4 separate regions of the Mus musculus genome follow, and all the other regions are linked to region 2. Evidence: chromatin contacts called from public Hi-C and promoter capture Hi-C data. All regions are on one chromosome and are shown on one strand. Each heading gives the region's core, a stretch centred on a gene start, on an enhancer-like site or on the middle of the called end of the contact. The rest is flanking DNA. Distances are from core to core; before and after follow the strand shown. Region 1 overlaps Ndufaf5 (NADH:ubiquinone oxidoreductase complex assembly factor 5). Region 2 holds the start of Ism1 (isthmin 1, angiogenesis inhibitor). Region 3 has its middle 75 kb from the start of Gm14066. Region 4 holds the start of Tasp1 (taspase, threonine aspartase 1).

Region 1 (3,009 bases), core at 282-2,781, 510 kb after region 2:
ACTCTTAGGATAACAATGGATGGTTGGACTAATACTCTCCTACCTTGGGCCTGGAATTAAACCCAAGGTTTTGGGTGTGAAAGACAAACATTCTGCCACTTAGCTATATTCTTCTCTGTGTGTTTATAGATGTTAAGATTCTTCTGTTTAACAATTATGGATTCAAGACACCCAAGTGGAAATTAGATGTATTGTCTTAAGTGTCTTTTTATTTCCAAGTTTCTAGTTTGCTAAAACTCTTTTGCTGTTGCACATGAGACAATAGACAGGGTGAGCAGGAAACACAATATGTAGGAGGTTTCTTATGTATAGGTTTAGAAAGTTTTGCTTGTTTCCCATCGCCTTAGGTGATGTTGGATATACTATCTGCATATTAGAATAGGCAAAACCCAAACATTGCCAACACTGACTACTGGCAAGTATAGAGCAACTTAGTCTTCTTATTCATTGCTGGTGGGACTACAGAATGGTGGAGGCACTTTAAAAGACTATTTGATGATTTCCTGAAACTTGAGCATACTTTGTTAGGATCCAAGATTTATAGGCCTTGCTATTTATTTACCCAAAGAAATGAAAACTTATATCCATGCAAAAACATGACAATGAATAATATATTACTGTTTCAAAAATATTTTAGACTTGCTTTTTATGTATGTGAGTATTTTGCGTGCAAGTATGTATTTGCACTACATGTATGTTTCATGCCCATGGAGGCCAGAACCAGATGTAGGATCCCCTGGAATTGGAGTTATACATGGTTGTGGCTGCTAGCCATGCCGAATACCGAATTCAGTTTTTGCAAAAGCAGCAAGTGCTGTTAACTGCTGCAGCTGTGTTAATAATTGCTAAAACTTTTAAGCAACTAAGATATTGCCTTAGGGTCTGTTGCTGTGATGAAAAAGTCATGACCAAAGCAACTCGGGGAGGAAAGGCTTCATTTCACTCACGGTTCCATAGAACAGCTCATCATCAAAAGCAGAGGGCAGGAACTCAACCAGGGCAGGAACCTTGAGGCAGGAGCTGATGCAGAAGTCATAGAGGGTACTGCTTACTGGCTTGCTCTCCCTAGCTTGCTCAGCTTGCTTTCTTATAGAACCTAGGACCAACAGTCTAATGGATGGCACCACCTGCCATGGACCGACCTCAGTTGGCCCCCCTCAATCTGCGGGAAAAATCAGGGTTCCGGACAGGTGGGCAGGAGTCAGAGAGAAAAGGGTGACAAACAGATAAGGACACAAGGGACTGTGGTATCTGAATGTAATTTCTCAAAGTGAGCACCAGTCTTATAATACAGAAGAAAAACCAGAAAGCTAGGCGAATACATCTGCCAAGGTACATTGATGCATAATGGTTCTTTACACAAAACAAAGAAAATGCATACATAAAAAGCTAGGGGGAGCCAGGCTGTGTTTGCAACTGAGATAGGAACAGCCTTTAATTAAGATCAGCTAAACTCAGGAGCCAGGTGAGTGGTCTGATGCAATGCTAGTCTATTGTTAAACCCACCACCAGGGGTCCCTTAGGAAATACCTGATTGTGCTATTCCTCTGGGCCTAGTGAAAAACATGCACCAGGAGAATTCAGTTCTACTAACCCTTACATGAATAGTACTTCAGTTTCTCCTAAAACCGCAACCCACCTCCTTCCTAGGCCATTGTAAATTCCTGTGTATGGGAGTGACTCGACTGTTGTTCTAAGTATTTACTATGCAGACTAGCCCTGAGATTACTAGTTCTATTCAAGTAAATTGTAATGCCTGTTTTCTTTCACTGTCTCCCTTACAATACTAGAGGTAGTTCTGAATGCTACTGAATAGGTTATATTCTTACTGAATTCCAAGCCCAGGGTCGGCTCAAGGACTGCCTAGGACATTGGAACACTGGTGGAGGTTAATCTAACTTAGCTATATGTCAAAATCAATCCTTAGAGGCACTTATAATAAAACAATATTGAGGGAAAGCACACAGATCCGTTCACCCAATTAATGTGGGGACAGGTTTGGAGGATGTGTGCTGTGGGAATGCCAAGGTTCCAGGAGACTAAGTTTCCATGAACTTTTCGCCTCAGGACTGCTTCCATGTTTCTAGGCCTGTCATGTGAGTCACTACTGGATGTAGCAACCACTCATAATGCCCAGGGCCTTACCTCAGAATCACTAATTAAGAAAATGCCCTATCCCCCAATGGAGGAGCTAGAGAAATTACCCAAGGAGCTAAAGGGAACAGCAACCCTATAGGTGGAACAACAATATGAACTAACCAGTACCCCAGAGCTCTTGACTCTAGCTGCATATGTATCAAAAGATGGCCTAGTCGGCCATCACTGCAAAGAGAGGCCCATTGGACTTGCAAACTTTATATGCCATAGTACAGGGGAACGCCAGGGCCAAAAAGGGGGAGTGGGTGGGTAGGGGATTGGGGGGGTGGGTATGGGGGACTTTTGGGATAGCATTGAAAATGTAAACAAGGAAAATACCTAATTAAAAAAAAAAAAAAAAAGAAAATGCCCTATAAGTTTGCAATAGCCTGATCTTATGGAGCTATTTTTTTAAAGGTCACAAACTTTTATTTTAGTTTTTGCATAATTATCGGATATTAGTAGAACTCAAACAAAATCTGGAAAAGTGAAAATGAATTCACTGCATTAAAAATTCGCTTTTGTGGAATATTTCTTATATTTCATTATTCTTGTAAGCAGCACAGTAGACACTTTCTTTTTAAATGTATTTTTTCTTTGTTAAAAACAATTTTTTATTAGATATTTTCTTCATTTACATTTCAAATGCTATCCCAAAAGTCTCCTATACCCTACCCCCAGCCTGCTCCCCAACCCACCCACTCCTGATTCCTGGCCCTGGCATTCCCCTGTACTGGGGCATATGATCTTTGCAAGACCAAGGGCCTCTCCATGGAGCTATTTTCTTAATTGACTTCCTTCTCTCAGATGATTTTAGATTGTGTCAAGTTGACATAAAACTATCCAGCATGGATGTCTTTTAGTTCTAAGGTA
Region 2 (2,976 bases), core at 426-2,925:
TCCCCTCAGCGCTCCAGTTGACAATTATTGGTATTTTAGAGCCTAGAGATAGCAATGGGAAGCCAGGCAGCCTAACAGTTGAAAGAGAGCTCTCTGCCAGAGAGGGGAAACCCACCCTTAGTGAAAAGGAAAAGATGCCCATCCCGCACTTTATAAATAGCTGCCAATTTATTAATGAGCTGCTGGGTTTGGCTAGAATTTTAAAGATGTTTTCCAGCATTTTCAAAGAGGCAATAAGTTAACTGGATACAAACAGATGCAAACAGCATGCTGAACCACAACTAGTTAAATTCTGGAAAATGCTAAGACGACCTGAGGAACGTTTGGAGTGGCGAAGAAATTCATCTTAGAGTTTCCAAAGAAAGATTTTAACTCTAAAGACAGTTTAATTAGGAATCTTCTGTCCGTTTCTAGTGATTGTAGAAAGAGGTAGGAAAAGAGAGAAAAGTGGCGTGCCGGTAAGAAAGTTTTATTTGTTTGTTTGATTTCATTCACCTAAGGAGATTTGTGCAACGGTCCTGGGTTGCGGATGAGAAATGGCAATGTGTGACAAGGGTTGTGGGAACGTGTGCTCACGCTTGACTAGGGCTGGGCTCACCGAGAGGGAAGGGCTGAGCTGGCTCAGGGGAGGAAGGAGGCGGAGGGAACACAGTATAAAAGTCTCCAGCCTAACAGAGTGCCCGTCACTCGAGCCACTTGGGGAAGGCAGGAGCCAGAGCCACGCTGGACCCAGTTCTCTCTAGCCTCGTTGGCAAGGATCCCGCGCTCTCCAGATATATCACCCAGCCGTTCTGCTCGCCAGCCGCACCACTTGCAAGGCATGAGTCGCTCCCGGGAGCCCGAGGCTGGAGCGCGGTCATGAGGCGGTGGCGCTGTTGCAGCGGCTGCGTTTCGGCAGCCCCCAAGTCCCCTCCAGGCGCAGCACCCCCAGGATGAGCCCCCAGACTCGAGTCTACCAAGCTGAGAGTCACCCAGCATCCCACTGACGTCCGAGCGCCTTCGCAGCGCACACCGTGTTCTTCGCAGCCTCCCACGCGACACCTGCGCACTTAAGTAGACGCGCGCGGATTGAATCCAACTCACCCGCCTTTCCGACGCTCCAGGGCGCTGTAGGCGCACGGTCTGCTGCACCCAGTGATCAGCCAGCCCAGAGCCCCGCAGCTAGTGTCAAGACCCTTCCGGACCGACAGACACCGTGTCACCCCACCCCCTACCCCCCAAACTCGCTGCTCAAGGTCAGGGTGCGTGGTGGGGTCGCAGACACCTGGTTTGTCTGGCCCCTCCGTTCTCCACTCCTATAACTCCAGCTCTACTTTGCCCATAAACTTTTCTCAGGTGGCCTGGGCGACCCCCACTCGCCCGCAGCCCCAAGCACTAGAGCGAGCAGAGGGCTAGTTCCTTTGCCACAGCGACCTCGGCAGCAAGCACTTAGCACAGCCGAGAAGGCGGACGCAGGCGCCGGCGGGGCGCCCCCAGTTATCCTCAAACGGTGACAACCTCGGTGACCCGGAGCCAGCCCATCCGGGGACTGAGCGAGCGGGGCGACGAAGCTAGAGGTCCCAAGGAACTTGGAGTGAGGAAGGTGGTGGCCCCGAGGGTGAGTGGCTCCCGGCAGCGGGGGCGGGGGAGCCGAGAGTGGAGGTAACTCCGGGCGGCCTCTGAAGCCCTCCTCCTCCTTCTCCTCCTCCGCCTCTAACCCCGCGCTCCTCTGGCGGCCGCTCCCGCTCCAGCTGCGGCACCGCGGCCACATCTGGGGAGCCCATGTGCGCTCGGGGGCTCGGCTGCGCCCGCCCCGCCGCCGCCCCCGCAGTTCCCTGCCCGAAGGGTGGACCCTGGCCGGGCCTGGGTCGCGGACAGCCCCGGGTCCCCATCGCCGCCGCCGGACAGCTCCTGGGATTGCTCCGCCACCGGCTTGGACGTCCCCGGCCCCGCGGTGGCTCCGCTGTGGTGTGGCGGCGGCGTTGGCGGCTGCTCCTGTTCCCCGGGCCCCGTGCGCTCGGCCGAGCCCAGAGCCAGCCCTGCCGGCCCGGGGAGCGGGGCCCCGGTGGGGGCCGAGGCGGGAGCCGCTCAGTCGAGCTCGGGGGCTCCGACTCCTCCTCCCCCGGCGGCGGCGCCGCCGCCGCCGCCGCCAGTCGCGCGGGGTCCTAAAGCCGCGCGACTCAAGAGGATGGTGCGCCTGGCTGCGGAACTGCTCCTGCTGCTGGGGCTACTGCTGCTCACGCTGCACATCACGGTTCTGCGCGGATCCGGAGCCTCCGACCGGCAGGACGCGGCCGCCGGCAACGTCAGCGGGTCCCAGTTGCAGGTGAGTGCGCCGCCGGAGGGGGCGTGCGTGGTTGAACGAAGCTGGGTGGCCCGCAAGGTACTAAGCAAGAGAGCTTGGTACATTGCAGAAGGCGGGTCCTCCGTTCCACCAAGGAGCACTTTTGCCTAGGCAACCGGGTTTAAGCAGAAAAGTTTGGACTAGGGGATCGGGCGGAAGGTGGGTGGGTGGAAGGGTTATGTGTAGAGGCCAGGCCTGCTTCAAAGTTTACCTAGAGAAAGCCTCAGATCTGTCACAGGTTTGGCACCAGGAAGAAGTCTTAGGCTTGGGAGGCATAAGCTGGCTGGAGGATGCTTTTGATGCTGAGTACTGCCAGAGACTTAGAAGTTTGTCTTGAGGCAAGAGAGACTGAGGTGAGGCGACATAAAGAGGCCTTATAAGATAAATCTCCAAGCTATATTTAGGAGAAAGTATTCTGTTGGGTGTGCAAGCAGTGTCAGAGGTCAAGACATTATTTCTGGAGACTAGCCAGACACCCCACCTTTGCCTGAGTGATTCCTTCACCTCTTATGCCCCTATGTACCAGGCAAAGGGCCATAGTCAAGGCACCTGTAGGAATTTGGTCTGGAGTTACTTGGGACTTTTAAACTTCTTCCCGGTGAACATCTGCTTTGAAGGTTCTTTTAGTAACAGGATTCTGTTTCGGCTCCAGG
Region 3 (3,150 bases), core at 603-3,102, 300 kb before region 2:
AAAAAAAAGTAAGCAAATAAAATATAGGGTCATAAATTCACTGGAGGAGTAGGAAGAAGAGGCTGAAATCCAGGCTGGAGCAGAAGAACACTAAAGGATCTGTGGAACATTCCAGCATTGTCTCCAGAGTTGTCAGATGCCTGATGGCATCTCCAGAGGGCTCACTGTGGCACAAAGACCACTGGAGAGTAGAAGAGAAGAGGAAACTCCATAATAAGAGCAACATGGATTACAGACACAGCTAGTGGGAGCGCACGTCCTCCTCCTTCCTCAGTGGAATGCAGGAGACAAGTGTAGACAGAGGGAACTGAGGAAGGAGGGCATTTCTGAAAATAATGAGCTCAGAGACACTACTTCCTTTTATCATAAGCAATGAGTTCACTCTTGTGGATAGAGCTAGAGCTTAAAACTAGAATCAAACCTGCCTAGAGCCAATCCGTACCCTTGCCATCTGTATAGCCAGGGGCAGGCCACCCAAGCCAAGTTAATTATCTCATGTGTAAGGTGGAGTTGTAAAGCACCTTCAAAGATAGCTCTGTGAGAATTAAACAAGATACTTTATAAACGATACCTATTTTCCTGGCCTTTAATAAGTATTTCATGGGTATTAATTTGTACCGAATCCACAGTATTGTATTGACCTTCACGTTTGTTTGGTGAGATTGTAAACTTCAAGTTTATTGGAATTAAAATGTTCTAGTTCCTTTTGGAATTATGAAGATATTGGTTTTATTTTTTTTCAAAATGATAAGGGCAGGAGGATAGCCCTCTGTTTGTCTTAGGATCAGCTTCCAACTACTCTCAGGTGGCATTTGCATTTACTCTGGTGCTAAATCTACCCAGGAAGCTGGGCAAACAACTGATTTCCTTCAGTTGGATTTTCAATTACACGGGCTGTGCAGTCAGATGTCCAGAGATCCTAGGCTGCCAGGCAGCATTGCCTTTGTTTGGTTAGTTAAAGAAATACTAGTTTGCTTGCCTTTAAAGTCCTCCTTCTTTATATTTCTTTGCTCTCTGGCATTGCCTTTAAATCCCAAATGGCTATCTGTGTTCCTAGGCTATTGTCTATGGTGATGCTAATGTGCCTGAAATGGTAGAATAAGGTGCACCAACTCATTTTATAGAGAATAGTGTTTTAAGGAGAACCATGGCAACAAACATGAGAATTTCTTGGCAACCCACTTATAGGAGAGGGGAGTGTAAGAAAGGGAGGAAAAGAGCTGCAAAGGGCGATTCTAGGCGAGCAATCTCTACTGTTGGAAGCAAAAGAAAGGGATGGGTTTTGGAAGTAGGAGTCAAACCCCATGACCTTCTTGTCTCCTTGAGAACAAAAGCACCTTCCTAGGGTGGTTTTAGTATCAAATGGAAAGTTCTTGCCCCTTTGTTTTCATTGAAAGGCTTATGAATATTAATCGGAAGCAAAATTATTCATTAATGATTTTTATGAGCCATAAATGAATTATCGACAACCAGTAGAGCTAAAGTAATATCACTTTGATAGCTATGTCTGAAAAACAATTAAAGAACTTCAACATCAAATTTAAAAAGAATGAAGAAAAAAGTAGAGAAAAAAATTTAATTGGATATTTTATTTATTTACATTTCAAATGTTATCCCCTTTCCTGGTTTCCCCTCTGCAAATCCCCTACTCCATTCCCCCTCCCCCTGCTTCTATGAGGGTGCCCCACCCATCCACCTACCCACTCACACCTCACCACCTTAGCATTCCTCTTCACTGGGGCATCAAGCCTTCACCAGTTCCTTTATGCTGCTCATCTGTCCATTCACCCTCCTGAAGCACCTTTTTCAGACTGAGCCACAAGGTGGCAGCATAAGCTTAGCCATGTCTGTATTTCCACGTTATGAGCTCCTACTGAATCTCCCTTCTACTTTCCCCCTTTTAGCTCTGCACTGATACACCACTGAGACTGCCAGCAGTAAGTAAATTACAGTGGTTTCACTGAGTTCTAGTAGCTTCCAAGGTGTCTGTGCTGACAGCAGTTTGTGACATCTCCGAAGGAGCTATGCTTCCTTTTTTGGTCCAAAGCCAAGGATGACACTATCTTCTTCTCTACACTATATGCACAGGTGCTTCTAGCTCAAGGGCACAAAATCCACAACAACAGAAATCTCGCAGAAAAAGACAGTAAACCTGAAGCTCTTAAAGGTGGGTTGAGGAGATTCCAGCTAAGAATCATCCAGGGAAAAACCTGACTTTTCACGGGCAATCTTTGTGCCAGGAGAACCTTCCATCCTGGATAAAACAGGCCTATGGTGGCTCAGAGAAGCATGCGTAAAGGTAACTTGTCTTCCAGGAGGAGTTTTGTAGAGATTAAAACATATCTCACCTGGTTATCCCTCTGCATTCCCAGCAAACATGGGCTTAGAACTCAACAACCAGCATGGAGTTTGTTTCCTGTCCCTAAACAGCAAGCAGAGCAGGGATGTTGTAACCAGTTTAGGCTAAGGCGATCTATCCTCTGGACCTGGTAAAAGTCATCTTCTTGGAGCACACTGCTCTTGCCAGCAATCTACAACCCTGGACCAGAATTCTAGGCCTGTTTTGTGAAAAAGCCTAAGGCACTGCTACCTGCCTAGGACTCAGTGGTCAGAAACCCTGCTGTGGCTGCTAAAAGAGCAGCAGTGTGGTAGAGCTTCTGCTAAGCAAAGGCCAGGAAACCACCAACTAACTGCCCTCCTTGCTGCAGGAGGAGGTAAGATAAAATAACACTTGAGAACCTACCCTGGCTCTGGCAACTGAAGTCAATACTGGAGCCCTATGCTCTGAGACCTTCCCAGACTAACAACTTGAGAAAGTGCCTCTTCTGTCTGGGCCTGTTGACTTCAAAGAAGTTTAGTTTGTTTCAGGCTAAGCAGCATCAAACAGCATCAGCCTGACCCAGGCAGGCTCAGGTCCCTGCTTGTCTACTTCAAACTGTGCCCTTGGACCGGCAGCCATAGAGATCCAACCACAGAGGCACCTACATCCATTTTATATGCTCTTTGATAAAGCTTGCCTGTGAGGATAAAACACCTACATACAAGAGTGGGATATCCTGAGGAAAGTGACTTGAGAAGGATGTTAGTTGTGAGGCTATTCATGTCCATGTTTTCAGAATTAGAAAGGAGTCAATAAGTCATTCATTGGGC
Region 4 (3,101 bases), core at 549-3,048, 390 kb after region 2:
ACGCATATAATCAAAACAGGTGTCTGGAGATGAAGACCTTTCTTATCTGCAGGATTCAATGTGCTGTGATCATTCTGGAAAGTGTCTGTTGAGTTCTCCAAACATAACCACCCAGAAGTTCCACTTCTATATACATAACCAAAAAAACAAAAAGATCAAATATAAAACTAAAATCAAATATCCACACAAAAAGTTACAAATATGATGTGTACAGAATTATTCCAAAATAACCCGAAGGACCAAACAATCCAACTGCATATCCATAAAAAGGAACGGGGGAGGTACATCCATCAGTGGTAGGATGCTCACCCAGCATGTGTGCGGGTCCATCCCCAGAATCAATGGGGGGGGGGGTAACATAAACACAAAGGAATGAGGCATTATTACATAGCTATGGACAAATCTTGAAAACATTATGCTCACTGAAAGAAGCTAGACACAAAAGGACACCTGTTACATACTTCTATTTACTTAAACCGTACAAAACAGAAAGATACATACTAAACCATGGATCAGAAGTTGGGGGAAACTGGAGAAGGGTAAGTAACTGTACTGGGCACAAGATATCTGGGGAAGGTGATAAAAATTGGTCTGGAACTAGACAGCAACGACATACATACAACTTTTGAATCCTTAAAATGAGAGAGGGGGAGAGAGAAGCTTACAATTTAAGAGGATTTTGGTACTGTGTTGATTACACCTCAATAAGAAAAAAAATAAAATAACCAGGGTTGGAAAGACAGCTCGGCAATAAAGAGCACTTGCTTCTAGCGGACCTGAGTAAGTTCCTAGCACCACTCGCTGGCTTACATCCATCCTTGATTCCCCCAGATGCCCTCTACTGGCCTGCACGGATATGCCCATGCTCGCGGTGCAGACATTATGATGCAAGCAGTCACACACATAAACTAAAATAACCCTCTCCCCTCCCCCAAAAAAAGGCAAAACCAATCTATCCGTGCAATGAATGCAACATATACAAAACTGCAATTTCTAGTTTTAACCATATTATACACATACACTTGTCGGTGACATCTACAACACCTAAGAAATTATAAAGCACAAAATCCTTAGTGGCGGCAACTATGTTAATCTCTTGTTCTGCAATTCCCAAGCATTTTCTAATAACCACGGCCACTGCTTCTAATAACCAAACGCCTGAGTGCGTAAGATAAACTCCCTTAGCTTGTTATTCAAAGAAAGGTCTTGGTTCAATGGCCCCCAATAAACCTTCCCTTCCTCTCCTCGGTATAATTAAGTTGAACTCGGAGGAATCCCTATGCCTTCTACTTCAAAACACCTCCAGTTTACAGCTACTCGCCCGCCTCTCCAGCATCTTCACTGACTCAGTCCTAGCCACCTCTACACTGACTGGATGCTACATGTCCCTCGGGACGCTAACCCGGGCTCTAACAGACTCAGGGAAGCTCTGACCCCACCGCGACATCTGTCTGTGACACATCCCGGGCCCGCTGTGGACCTGGGACACGTGAGTTCCCTGTAGCCTGGGACTGCACAGCGCGCGAAGAGCTCCGAGAACTCCGCAGCCAAGGGAACTGGCGGCCCCCACGCGTGACCACAACTCCGGGCCGGGGAATCCGTGGGGCCCTGCGCCGGGCCGGACAGGTGGCGCCGTGAGAGCCGTCCCGAGCGGTGGCGTGAGGACGCCACGCGGGCCTGCCGGACCATACGGAGACCGAGGCTAGGCAGCGGCGACGCGGACAGCGTCAGAACGAGGGACACTCACCCGCGTCAGCGCAGAGCACTCACACACAGGAAGTAGTCGTTCGCCCGTTGCCAGGGTGAGGAAGCGGGAGTGGCGTAAAGCCTTTCCATTGGTCGACGTGCACACGTGGCCGGAAGCAGACGCCCCGCGAGCCTGAGTCCTAATCGCCTAGGCTATAGCGTCTCTCTCTTTAAGCGTTTGAGCTGAGACACTCCGCGGTTATTTCTGGCTTCTGATATCTGAGGGTTTTTTAAAATATGTATTTATTGGCCTATTGGGGGTTTGTTTGTTGTCATAGCTATACAATCGCCGTTGCCCACCTTGCTTTCATTGTGCTCGGTAATTAGCTTTGAGGATGTGTCTACCTGTTACCCACGAAGTTGACTGACGAGCGGGTTGCACGTTATGAAAATAGTAGCCATCATTGATGAGGGCGTTGCAGAAGAACCCTTCCCTCATCCATGTAGCCTTGACCCCTATGGAAAAGCAGGATTCAACCTAGGTTTTGTTTAAGTGGGAGTCAGAAAAGGTAGTTAGTCTTTAACTGTCCAAGATCAAAGACCAAGAGCCAGTAGCAATCCTTGTAACTAGTATCAAGAATGGTTTGACAGCCTGTTTGTGGGGAGCAGAGATTAGAAGGAATAGAACACTGCAGGTTAGGTATCAGTCGTCTGAGATACTTGAGAAGTATTTGGGAATTTTCTTTTCTTCAAATTTTGAAATACTTGCTTATACATAATAAAACGTCCTGGGTGATAGGTTATTTCTCCAACGGTGAAATGAGCCAATTCAAACCAATTAAGATTATATTAAAGGCAGAATATTGGGAAGTTGCTTTCAGGGGAGTTCACTGGCCCCAAGGATTGAGGCCAGGGGAGCATTGGAGGTGAGAGAAGAGAAGGAAAACAAGGGAGACCAAAATATCTTGATTATAGAGGGAAGAGCCTCTGGGGGAAGGGCAGCTCGGCCGCTGGACTGGAAAGTTCAGGGTTGGGGCAGGGTTCGCCAAGAAGGGACTGAGGGATGCTGAGTGAAACTGAAGTTCAGGTGTGCTTTGGTATGTAAAATATGCGCCTCAGTCCCTTGTCCCTGGTCCCAAACCAAAGCAGTGGATGAGACTCCAGTTGCAAAAATACTCAGCTGTATTTCATGCAGACCTTATACACAGAGACTAAAGGTAATTTTGTAACGCATTTTTAAATAGTTTTGTGCACAGTGTGGGAGCAGCTGAGGTTTTGGATTTTTAGATGAGATGTTTCAGCATGTATTTTCACATGTATCCTATGTGAGGTCTCAGACCAGCAGTTTAGAATTACCTAAACTCTTACTTAAAAATGCAAATTCTTAGAATCCACCTAAATGAATGTTTGTTGTT

Evidence for each region. Promoter capture Hi-C pulls out the DNA fragments that hold promoters and counts their contacts. A called contact is a pair of places that touch in the nucleus more often than the background predicts.
Region 1: a contact with region 2 is called in a promoter capture Hi-C map of embryonic stem cells, with 2.8 times the contacts expected there. The contact joins the enhancer-like site here to the promoter of Ism1 in region 2. A contact is called at or near these places in 3 of 39 promoter capture datasets (cranial neural crest, embryonic stem cells and stem cell-derived epiblast-like cells), 1 of 484 Hi-C or Micro-C datasets (embryonic stem cells) and 3 of 115 datasets of contacts at active chromatin or transcription factors (embryonic stem cells and regulatory T cells).
Region 3: a contact with region 2 is called in a Hi-C map of cortical neurons, with 4 times the contacts expected there. The contact joins the enhancer-like site here to the promoter of Ism1 in region 2. A contact is called at or near these places in 6 of 39 promoter capture datasets (cranial neural crest, embryonic stem cells, hippocampal neurons and 1 more), 2 of 484 Hi-C or Micro-C datasets (cortical neurons and embryonic stem cells) and 3 of 115 datasets of contacts at active chromatin or transcription factors (embryonic stem cells and stem cell-derived neural progenitor cells).
Region 4: a contact with region 2 is called in a promoter capture Hi-C map of embryonic stem cells, with 17 read pairs. The contact joins the promoter of Tasp1 here to the promoter of Ism1 in region 2. A contact is called at or near these places in 4 of 39 promoter capture datasets (cranial neural crest, embryonic stem cells and neural stem cells), 3 of 484 Hi-C or Micro-C datasets (embryonic stem cells and uterus) and 5 of 115 datasets of contacts at active chromatin or transcription factors (cardiomyocytes, embryonic limb bud, embryonic stem cells and 2 more).

The regions. Positions count from the first base shown.
Region 1 is chr2:140,184,435-140,187,443 of GRCm38.p6, forward strand. The region is part of intron 5 of Ndufaf5 (NADH:ubiquinone oxidoreductase complex assembly factor 5); the gene reads left to right. Among named protein-coding and RNA genes, the nearest start is that of Ndufaf5, 15 kb to the left of the region's middle. Within about 2 kb of position 1,532, at least 9 of the 459 cell types and tissues checked have an H3K27ac peak or open chromatin away from gene starts, as enhancers often do. A contact at or near this core is called in embryonic stem cells and stem cell-derived epiblast-like cells, where this site is marked.
Region 2 is chr2:139,676,503-139,679,478 of GRCm38.p6, forward strand. It overlaps Ism1 (isthmin 1, angiogenesis inhibitor), which reads left to right and starts at 1,676. Exons shown (of 6, transcript NM_001276489.1): 1 at 1,676-2,305. The coding sequence starts at 2,168.
Region 3 is chr2:139,380,034-139,383,183 of GRCm38.p6, forward strand. No RefSeq gene overlaps it. Among named protein-coding and RNA genes, the nearest start is that of Gm14066, 75 kb to the left of the region's middle. Within about 2 kb of position 1,853, at least 8 of the 459 cell types and tissues checked have an H3K27ac peak or open chromatin away from gene starts, as enhancers often do. A contact at or near this core is called in cortical neurons, where this site is marked.
Region 4 is chr2:140,065,007-140,068,107 of GRCm38.p6, forward strand. It overlaps Tasp1 (taspase, threonine aspartase 1), which reads right to left and starts at 1,799. Exons shown (of 14, transcript NM_001159640.2): 1 at 1,748-1,799.